Regions from separate parts of the Macaca mulatta genome. Here region 2 is linked to region 1. Evidence: chromatin contacts called from public Hi-C data. All regions are on one chromosome and are shown on one strand. The core of a region is the stretch at or near the end of the contact, and the rest is flanking DNA. Distances in the headings are between cores, read along the strand shown. Region 1 holds the start of PLEKHO2 (pleckstrin homology domain containing O2). Region 2 has its middle 18 kb from the start of ANKDD1A.

Region 1 (4,745 bases), core at 91-2,590:
TTCTTTCCTTTTTTCCTTCCTTCCTTCCCTCCCTCCTTCCTTCCTGTCTTTCTCCTTCCTTCCTCTTTTCTATTCTTTCTTTTTCTTGACCAGTGATAATATCAGCCTCAATTTTCTTCATTCCTTTAGATAAAGGAACCCAGGCCCAGGCATGAGGGAGAAGTGTACCTGCATCTCCTTCCCCCTTGTCCTGGGAGCCCCAGGCTGCCCTTTTCCATACAGGGCTGAAAGTGGCCTGGGAGCCTGAGGGCTGGCAGAAGGCCGTGAAAGGAGAGCTTGGTCGCTGGCACAGCCGCTGCTAAGGCAGCCTGAGCCGAAGGTGGTCACCGCTGATCTCACATGCACTTAATTTTCCCTTCCTTGGCATGGGACAGGATTGACCAGGAGAGCTAAGAGGGAGTATGTGTCTGTGGTGGGGAGCGGTGCTGCAGGCTGCGATGCAGCCAGTTACTTTCTCTCTCTGGGCCTCAGTTTCTCCAATGTAAAATGAGGGCTCATGGTATAACTAAAATCATTACTCTCTGCTGGTCCCCACACTTCCACTCTCCAGCAAGGCTGTCAGGGCTGCAAGATCACCGCGGGATCGGGGGGATGGTCGACCCTCAGATACGGGAAGGATTGAGCGATGCCCAAGGAGGGCAGGAAAACACTACGCTTGGAGACCCCTGAGAGCCAGGGGCGGGCCGTCCCGTAAAGGGACCCCGGAGTCCCTACTCTCAGCTCCAGCTCTTCCTGTAACACCACCCTCCGGACAGAGACCCAAGCTACAGGCCCGGCCCCGTTCAGAGGTTCCAGAGAGAAGACCAGGCCATCGCCCACAGCCTGGCGTCTGGGAGGAAAAAGGAGGAGCCTCTGTGTGCCCACATCTCTGGCCGCCCAGGGCAGCTCGGCTCGGTCTCGCAACCCCAGCCCACTGGTTCAGGAGACCTCAAGGGCTCCACCGCTAGCGCCCCCAGCGCTCACTCTGTGCGCCCCACCCCTGCCGGCGCGCCGCTCCCGCCACCCTCGCCTCCGTCTCTGGGCCGGAAGCCCCCTCCCCTGTCGCACCGCAGCCCCCTCCTAGTCCTTCTCCCTCCGCGGGTGCAGGAAAGCTTCTCCGCCCCGTCCCGCCCTCTTCCTCCAGTTCCAGCTCCGCCCGGCTCCTCAGTCCAGTCTCCAACCCACGCCCCGCCCCGCCCCCGCCCCACCCATTTCCCGCCCTGGGCCGGGCCCGCGACCCAGCCGCCCCCTCCCCGGCCCCGCCCCGGCCCCCGGAAGCTTCTCCCCGCCCCCCGGCCCCGCCCCCCCGAAGTTTCTTGGGCCCCCGGCAGCCGGCGGGACAGAACGCAGAGTCGCTTCCCGGCCGGGCGTGGACGCGGTGGCAGAGTCCGCGCGGCGCCGGGAGCGAGCGGCTGAGCGGTGGGATCTCGGCGGACTCGCCATGGAGGAGGAGGTGAGGGCGGGGCCCGGCAGGGCCTTGGGCTGGGGTCCTCGAGCCCCTCACGGGGATTAGCGGTCCTGGGCTCAGGCCCTCGTTCCTGCCCGCCCCACTCCCGCCAGTCTCACCTCAGAAAGAGCCTGGGCAAATGGGACAGGGGCGGGGAGCGGGATCCATATCGGGGACTTCGCAGTCTGCGTCCTCCTTCATTCTCTTTGACTTTCTTACCAGTTGTGGGGCGTCTTGGTTGTTACTGTTCCCATTGGATTGACCAGGAGACTGAGACTCCAGCGAGTTTGATGACTTGCTGAAAGTGGCCTGGGTGACTGGGCTCGAACCCCGATTACCGCTGACTCCCTGTACCGGCCAGGTCGGATCCTGACTGTGTGTGTGTGTGTGTGTGTGTGTGTGTATGTGTTGGGGGATTCCTGTCTCAAGGATGTGACCATGCCTTGGTGACAGGAGGACTGGAGAAGTTGCTTTTTTCTCCCTTGTATAAATCTGTATCTCCTTTTCCCCCACTGTCTTCCCGCCCCACATCCATCTGAGCAGCTGTAGGGAAGGAATCGGGAGTCAGGCCCACCTAGGGTCTGATCTTGGTCCCTGCCTTCCCCACCCGAGGGCTGGACCAGCTGTATCCCTGGATCCTCCTTCTAACCACTCAGAACACTCTTGGCCTGGCATCGGGTCTTGCCCCTGCCTCTGCCCTTTACTTGCAAACTCATTTTTCCCAGCAGCCCCATTATCCGAGGGTCCAGCACGCAGCAAGCACTTAATATGTGCCCGTGGAATGATTAAGTTAAAAGGAGGGGCCTGTTGGGTCTAGAGGAAGGTGAATTTGTTTCTTATCCCCTGAGGGGGTCCCAGCTTCAGGCCCTCCCAGCCCAAGGGAAGGGGCATATCTTTGCCTCCTTGGATGGGAAGGAAAGATGAAGCTCTCTGCCTTGGGGCAACCCTGGCCAGCTGGGAAGCACAGAGTGGACCAGGCTGCCGGTGTCCCTTCAGTGCCCACTTCCCACTTTGCCGGGGCCATGGATAGGAGCAGCTAGTGGTCCTCCATCAGGGCTCCCTCTAGGCCAGGCCCTGCCTTTCTGTGGGGTGGTAGATAAGTCACTTCCCCTCTCGGCCTTCATTTCCTCTTCTACAAAATATAGTGCCTGTCCTCCTCCTACTCCTGGCCTGACAGTGGCCCCTTCTCTCAGTAGGTGAAGGTAGGGGGCAAAGTCAGGCCTCTCTGATTTGCTGCGGTTTCTTTCGTGCTGTTGGGTGGGGCTGCCATCTGCCCTCCCCAGGCCCCTGTTGCAAGGACTGGGCTCTCTGGCCAGGGCCCCTCCCCTGCTCCCAGAGGATGTGGGTCAGGATTACTCCATCTCCTGATCTGCTCTGGCCCCTAATTAAGGGAAGTTCTCCGGACACCTCCTGGGCCCAGCTCAGCTCTGTACTCCCCTTGGTCCTGAATCTCTCACATTGCCACTTTCTTTTCTTTTTTTATCTTTTTTTTTTTTTTTGAGATGGAGTTTCGCTCTTGTTGCCCAGGCTGGAGTGCAGTGGCGAGATATTGGCTCACTGCAACCTCCACCTCCGTGGTTCAAGTGATTCTCCTGCCTCAGCCTCCTGAGTAGCTGGGATTACAGGCATGCACCACCACGCCTGGCTAATTTTGTATTTTTAGTCGACACGAGGTTTCTCCATGTTGGTCAGGCTGGTCTCGAACTTCTGACCTCAGGTGATACATCTGCCTTGGCCTCCCAAAGTGCTGGGGTTACAGGCATAAGCCATTGCGTCCAGCCTATATTGCCACTTTCTGACTCCCAGATGCTCAAAGCTACCTAAATATCTGGGCCGTCTAAGGTCTTGTCCGCTTTACCCAAGCCCCTGCAAGCCTCACCCCCATAGCAGGGGCTTCCTATCCCTACTCCCCTTTGGCATCCCTAACTCTGCTTTCCTCCCACTTCTCCCAGTAGTTTCCGCTTGTTGCACTAGGCCTCAGTGCCCATCTTTGTTTCTCTAAAACACCTCTTAGGTCATAGCCACATGCTCTGCCCCATGATCCCAGGCCATCTTCATCATCTCACTTTCACATGGCTACTTTCAGCCCTCCTGCTAGCTTTCAGCTTCCTTCCTGTGCCCAGCCACCCTGGGCTAAGGTCCCTCAGTCTCAGTGACCTCCTCTATGCAATGGGCTGGTAGCTCTTGTCAGGCTGAGGCTTGGGGAGGAGGTGCTGGTCTGGGCACTGGACATCTGCCCACCTGTATGCTCCTGGCCTCGGTTCCTCATTTGTAAAAGGAAAAGGGTGGGTGATTGAGCAATGTGATGATGTATATGCAAAAGCTGGGAAAACTGCGAGTATCAGTGGGGGTATTATTGCTGCCATTGGAGTAAGGGTAGAAATCATGGACCTAGGCTTTCTCTTCTCTGCTCTGGGGCTCTGTCCTCTGCCAGCAGTCATGCCTTTCCATGGCTTCTAGGCTGTCCACTTGCACTCACCATCTAGAGACAAGCAGGGCAGTGTCCTGTCCCAGTACTGTTTCTGTCCCACGGAGTAATCTCTTGCCCTTTCTGGGCTGTACTTTCTCTTTCTATAGAAAAGGGGTTGAGAGGGCAGGGGCTTTGATAACCTTTCGTGCCTGGCCTTCTCTGGACCAAGGCGTGTGTCTGTTCCCCTCCTCAGAGCCCTCCCCAAACCCTACCTTCTGCAGGGGTTTCCCAAATGAACCCCAAACCCTTACCTCATCAGAGAGCTAGGAACGTCCCTCTGGGTAAGTGCTATGTCTCTGCCAATAGGCTGGAGCCTCTCCAGCAGGAGATTACCCGCTCCCCACCAGACAGGGGACTTATCTTATGCGGGGTCTCTGTTACCCACCTCAGACTGGAAGTTGCCCTGGGGCAGAGCCTGTGCTTCCTCTCTCTGAATGCCCCGGCAAGGGACTGTGACACGGTGGATTCTTAGTAGAGTTGGGTCAGAACATCGCTGGGTTTAGTCAAAGAGCAAAGGTTGTCATAAACTTCCTGGGATGTGAGGTGCAAATCAGGTTTCTTCTAGTCTCTGTCTCTCATAACCGGTGTTATGGTTCCATCTGTCCCCTTCTGTGTACAGAGTTGAGGTGACCTGGCTTTGTTTTTTTTTTTTTTTTTTAATGAGTGATCCAAAGGAGGCAGGCTGGTGCCTAGGGGTGCCTAGGAGCTGCTCACGGTGGGCAGGAAAGGGCCTGGGTGAGGAGGGATGGGAGGGGAGAGGGCAAAACAGGAAGAACAGTGGTCAGCTGCTCAGTGAGGAGAGGAGGCCGAGAAACTGGGCTGAGCAGGACAAAACCTCCCCTGTGAACC
Region 2 (5,019 bases), core at 1,325-3,824, 52 kb after region 1:
AAAAACAAACAAAAAACTTAGCCTAGTCACAGGGCATACTTTCTGTGAAATCATGAATTTGATGAGTTAGTTTATTTTGTCCCGACTTATATTTGGATCAATATATTGTCGAAGTAATGATAATAATTTTATTTTTTAAATTTTATATACTTATTTATTTTAGAGACAGGATCTCTCTGTTGCCTGGGCTGGTGTGCAGTGGTGCATTCATAGCTCACTGCAGCCTTGAACTCCTGGGCTCAAGGAGTTCACCTCAGCCTCCCAAGTAGCTGGAACTACAGGCATGCCCCACCACACCTGGCTAATTTTTGAGATACTTTTGTAGCCGGGTGCGGTGGCTCACGCCTGTAATCCCAGTACTTTGGGAGGCCGAGGTGGGTGGATCACGAGGTCAGGAGTTCAAGACCAGCCTGGCCAAGATGGTGAAACCCCATCTCTACTTAAAAATACAAAAAAATTAGCTGGGCGTGGTGGCACGCACCTGTAATCCCAGCTACTCCGGAGGCTGAGGCAGAGAATTGCTTAAAAACCTGCAGGGGCGGAAGTTGCAGTGAGCCGAGATCGCGCCACTGCACTCCAGCCTGGGCGACAGAGCAAGATTCCATCTCAAAAAAAAACGACCTTTAGAAGTTCATTTGACAGCACAGTGGGACATGAACTTGGAGTCTCGGATGTGCAGTCCTGACCTTGCTCCCAACACTGCTCAGGAAAGACATTCTTCCCGCTCTACCTTCCCACCTCTCCTCCCAGGCTCCTGTGATCCTCACAGGGAAAGCTAGAGCTTCTATAAAAAATGCTCTAATTGATTCTTAACAGGAAGTGAGAGCTTTTTCACTCTGAATTGACAACCACAGCAGCTATACACACACACACACACACACACACACACACAGTTAAGGTTTAAAGATCTGTCCCCTCTGAAACTCATGTTGAAACTTAATCCCCAATATGGCAGTAGTGAAAATCGGGACCTTCAAGAGGTTATTGGGCCAGAGGACTCTGCCCTCATGAACAGATTCATTCATTCATGGATTAATGGATTAATGGGTTCATGGATTAATGGGTTATCACGGGAATGGGACTGGTGGCTTTATAATAAGAGGAAGAGAGATCTGAGCTAACATGCTCAACCCCCTCATCATGTGATGCCCTGCAGGGCCTCAGGACTCTGCAGAGTCCCCATCACCAAGAAGGACCTCACAGGGTGCGGCCCTTCAGCCTTGGACTTCTCAGCCTCCACCACTGTAAGAAAGAATTCCTTTTCTTTATAAATTACCCAGTTTCAGGCATTCTGTTACAAATAACAGAAAACAGACTAAGATACACACACCCCAAGTTTGTACACAACCATGTGCACACACACAGTCACCTGCCCGTACTCCTACGCATTCAGGCACCCAGCTGGGAACACAGTGTGCCTTTCTTTCTAGTGCCATGAGATACCTATTTGGAGGCTTCCAGCTTGTGCCCTCTGACCTGCCTTACATTTTGATAACAGAGGGTGGATTTGAGGGGGAAGAGCAGAGACCACAAGACCAGGCAGGTGTCTCCTCAGTGACTTCACTGCAGGGATTCAATGGGAAGCAAGGGCCACCACACCCTAGGCTGGGCCTTATGGCTGAGACTCATCAGTCTCAGGCCTGGAGAGGCTGCTCTCGGTCCAGCAGGCCTGACTGACAGGGAAACCATTTGTCATTGGGCTCCAATCCCAAGTAGCTGGGATTACAGGCGTGCACCACCACGCCCGGCTAATTTGTTTTGTATTTTTAGTAGAGATGGGGTTTCACCATGTTGGCCAGGCTGGTCTCGAACTCCTGACCTCAGGTGATCTGGCGCCTTGGTCTCCCAAAATGCTGGGATTACAGCCCTGAGCCACCTCACCCGGCCAGACGAATGTTTGTTGCATGAACGTCTTGCCCCTCACATCTGTGCTCCGTTCAACCTTCCTCGCCTCTCCTTTTTCTTGCTGACCTGGCTGTGGCCACAGTACTTTCCTAGGAGGAGGCCGATGCTGGCGCGGAAGGAACTCGGTGAAGGAGTCAGGGACCCCCAACTCGGCTCTCGCGAGCTTGCTGTGTGACCTCAGACCAGTCACCTTCCCTCTCCTGGCCTGGGTTTCCACACCTGCACAATGGGTACAGCAACCTCAGCTGCCTGGCATCTCTGACGCGAAGGCCAAATGAGAAAAGGTGAGAAGCTGGTCGCAAAGCAGTAAAAAAAGCCTTCAGCGCCGAAGCCGGGGAGGAAGCCGCTGATGAGGCTATTGCTGAGAAGTGTGAAGACCCCACCCCCAGAGGATCCGCTTTTGAAGAGGGACCCGGGGGATGCGTAGGGGGAAACTGCCTTCCTCTTCCTTCAGTGGAAAAGGCTGTGCTCATGTCGCTGTGAAACGAAGCTATTTTTATGTAGTACAACTGCGATTATGACAGGGCCTCTTCCTGAAGGGGAAGGGCGGGGAGGAGACCTGAGTCATCAGTGGGGCGGTCGGCCCCACAGACCGACACAGGCAGCGTGTGGAGACCAGGCCCCCGGCCCTGCCTTCCGCAGGTAGAGGCCCCAGAGAGGGGAAGGGGCCGACCACTTGCTCCAGCCAGCCACTGGGCTGGGAACCTGTCAATCCTGGTTGATCTTCCAATGAGCTGTGAGCTGCTCCTCCGGGAGGAACTAGAGGAGGCTGGAAAGGGGGCCTGGCGCGTGCTTCCCTCTCAGTGGGGCTGACTGGCTGGACTCGCCGGTCTCTAGTGTGCGCCCCATGCTGTGTTTAGATGCCTGACGTGTCCCATTGAACTCGTCCTGCCCCCCAAGTAGGGACGATTTACCTCCATTTTCTAGATAAGGCACCGGGGGCTCCGCGAGGGGATGTGGCGGACTGGAGTCTCGCTGCACTCCTGACGGGACTGAGTGCGGGACTGAGGGAGGCAACAGGAAGAATGAGTATTTTCTTTACTGGAAGGGCAGGGAAAGGTTTCCTTCAGAAGGTGACATTTGAGCTGGGCCCTAAACAATGAGCAGGATTTAGCTGTCTTGAGGAGGGAGAGAGGGAAGGGCATGTGACCCGGAAAGGACGCAGCCTGGGTAAAGGCAGGGAAGTGTGCATGGCTTGTTTGGGGGTGTCGAGCAGGTTGGGGGGCTGGGTGGGGAGTGGCCGGGGGGCGTAGGTAAGGGAGGGCCTGGCATGACAGGCTAAGGGGTGTGGGCTCCTTGGGGTTCCCTCAGCGCTTTGCAGGCCCTGGGCATCCTCCCAGAGGTGTGGCCCTGCAGAGAGAGGGGAGGGAGCCCACCGCGGGAGGCGAGCGGAAGGAGTGGCCTGTCAGGTGGGTTTCCTGCCCTGGAGCCTGAGCTCAGGCAGTGGCTGCCGTGCCCCGCCGCCACCCTCCTCTGCCGCCTCCTCCACGCCAGCACTTTTGCATACAGTACTCCCTTCAGTCGTCACAGCCACCTGCAAGGTGAATATTACCACCTCCATTTCATGGGGGAGGTAACAGGTTTAGAGAGGTTAGAGGAGCCGCCCCAGGTCACACAGTCCCTCTTGATATTCTTCAACAAAAGAATCCTCTCTGAGCCCTGCTGTCAGTCAAGGGAACAACCAACAACCTCCTTCCTTCAGAAGGACCCTGAGACTGCAACCCAAATGTAATCGTCTGCCTCCAAGCACCCTCTGCACAGACTCAGCTGTTAAATATAGATTTTGTTCTCTTTACATATTACAGATGGGGAAACTGAGGCCTAGAAAGGAAGAGACTTGCTTGGGGCCCCACAAATGGACCTAGAGGTGACTGGTGAGCCTCTTTTGAGCTGGGGTTCTAGCCCAGCTGGGAAATTGAGCAAAGAGGGATAAGTGGGTTACAGCTCAAGTACTGGGGGTGCTTTGGGGCTTCTAGGAGATCAGAGCGGAAAGGCATTCAGCCCTTTAATCCCACTCCAGAGCTTCAGACTATTCCTTCTGAAGACACTTTACTGCGATCTGTCTGAAAAGTGTGCCAATAAATATGCAAATTTTGGTGACTTGAGGGTCCTCTAGAGTTGCACAGGGCACAATTTGCAGATTTGTGAGTGATCACTCAGCCCTGAAGATGGAGTGAGGTCTCTGGCAACTCCCTTTCTCCCTCCCTTCTCTATCCCTCTCTTCTTCTTCTTTGTCCCTCTCAGACTGGGACTGGGGGTGGGGACTGGGGGTAGGGACGAGGGGGGTGGATTTCCTACCAGGGTGGGAGAAAGAAGGGTGAAGGAAGTAGGGTAGGAGGAGGGGGAGGGTAGAACTTATTTCTGCTCTCAGAAACCGAAACCAAAAGTCCTGGCAGGAGTTAATGTGAGAGGGAGGTCTGTAGCAAGAGGCTGAGAAGCAAAGCCTTCACATCTGAGGACAGCAGCCCTGTCAGAGACGTCCTGGCTGCAACCTTAGTGTCACTTAGACCAGGCCTTGCCTCTCATGCTGACAAGAAGCATGCAAAAGCAGAGTCTCTTTTCTCCAGGGATACCAGAGGCCCCTCCAGACCTTACAGTGCCCAGCACTGGTGTTAGGATCATTGCTGTAAAGGGGAGGGGAGCACTAACTCAAGTCACCAAGTAATCTAGTAGCCCAAGAGTGGGTAACCCTTTGTCTTGGCTGACATTAGTCTGTGTGGACGTGCCATGTCCATGAGGCTGAGGCTGGGGGCAGCTGGCATCTGTGTGTCTAGCATAATGGGGATCCTCTTTCCCCAAGTCAAGCTTAGGATGTTTGGCATAACATAGATTTTTTTTTTTTTTTGGGAGGCGGGGACAGAGTCTCGCTCTGTCACCCAGACTGGAGTGCAGTGGCGCAATCTCGGCTCACTGCAAGCTCCGCCTCCCAGGTTCACGCCATTCTCCTGCCTCAGCCTCCCGAATAGCTGGGACTACAGGCGCCCGCCACCACATCCGGCTAATTTTTTGTATTTTTAGTAGAGACGGGGTTTCACTGTGTTAGCCAGGGTGGTCTCGATCTTCTGACCTCGTGATCCGCCCGCCTCAGCCTCCCAAAGTGCTGGGATTACAGGC

What was found. Hi-C and Micro-C count contacts between places; a contact is called where the count stands out from the background.
Region 2: a contact with region 1 is called in a Hi-C map of CD4 T cells, with 5 times the contacts expected there. The contact joins the enhancer-like site here to the promoter of PLEKHO2 in region 1. A contact is called at or near these places in 5 of 14 Hi-C or Micro-C datasets (CD4 T cells, blood, cortical neurons and 2 more).

What each region holds. Positions count from the first base shown.
Region 1 is chr7:42,262,383-42,267,127 of T2T-MMU8v2.0, forward strand. PLEKHO2 (pleckstrin homology domain containing O2) reads left to right here and starts at 1,341. Exons shown (of 6, transcript NM_001266727.2): 1 at 1,341-1,432. The coding sequence starts at 1,421.
Region 2 is chr7:42,312,812-42,317,830 of T2T-MMU8v2.0, forward strand. No RefSeq gene overlaps it. Among named protein-coding and RNA genes, the nearest start is that of ANKDD1A, 18 kb to the right of the region's middle. Within about 2 kb of position 2,575, at least 23 of the 40 cell types and tissues checked have an H3K27ac peak or open chromatin away from gene starts, as enhancers often do. A contact at or near this core is called in CD4 T cells and blood, where this site is marked.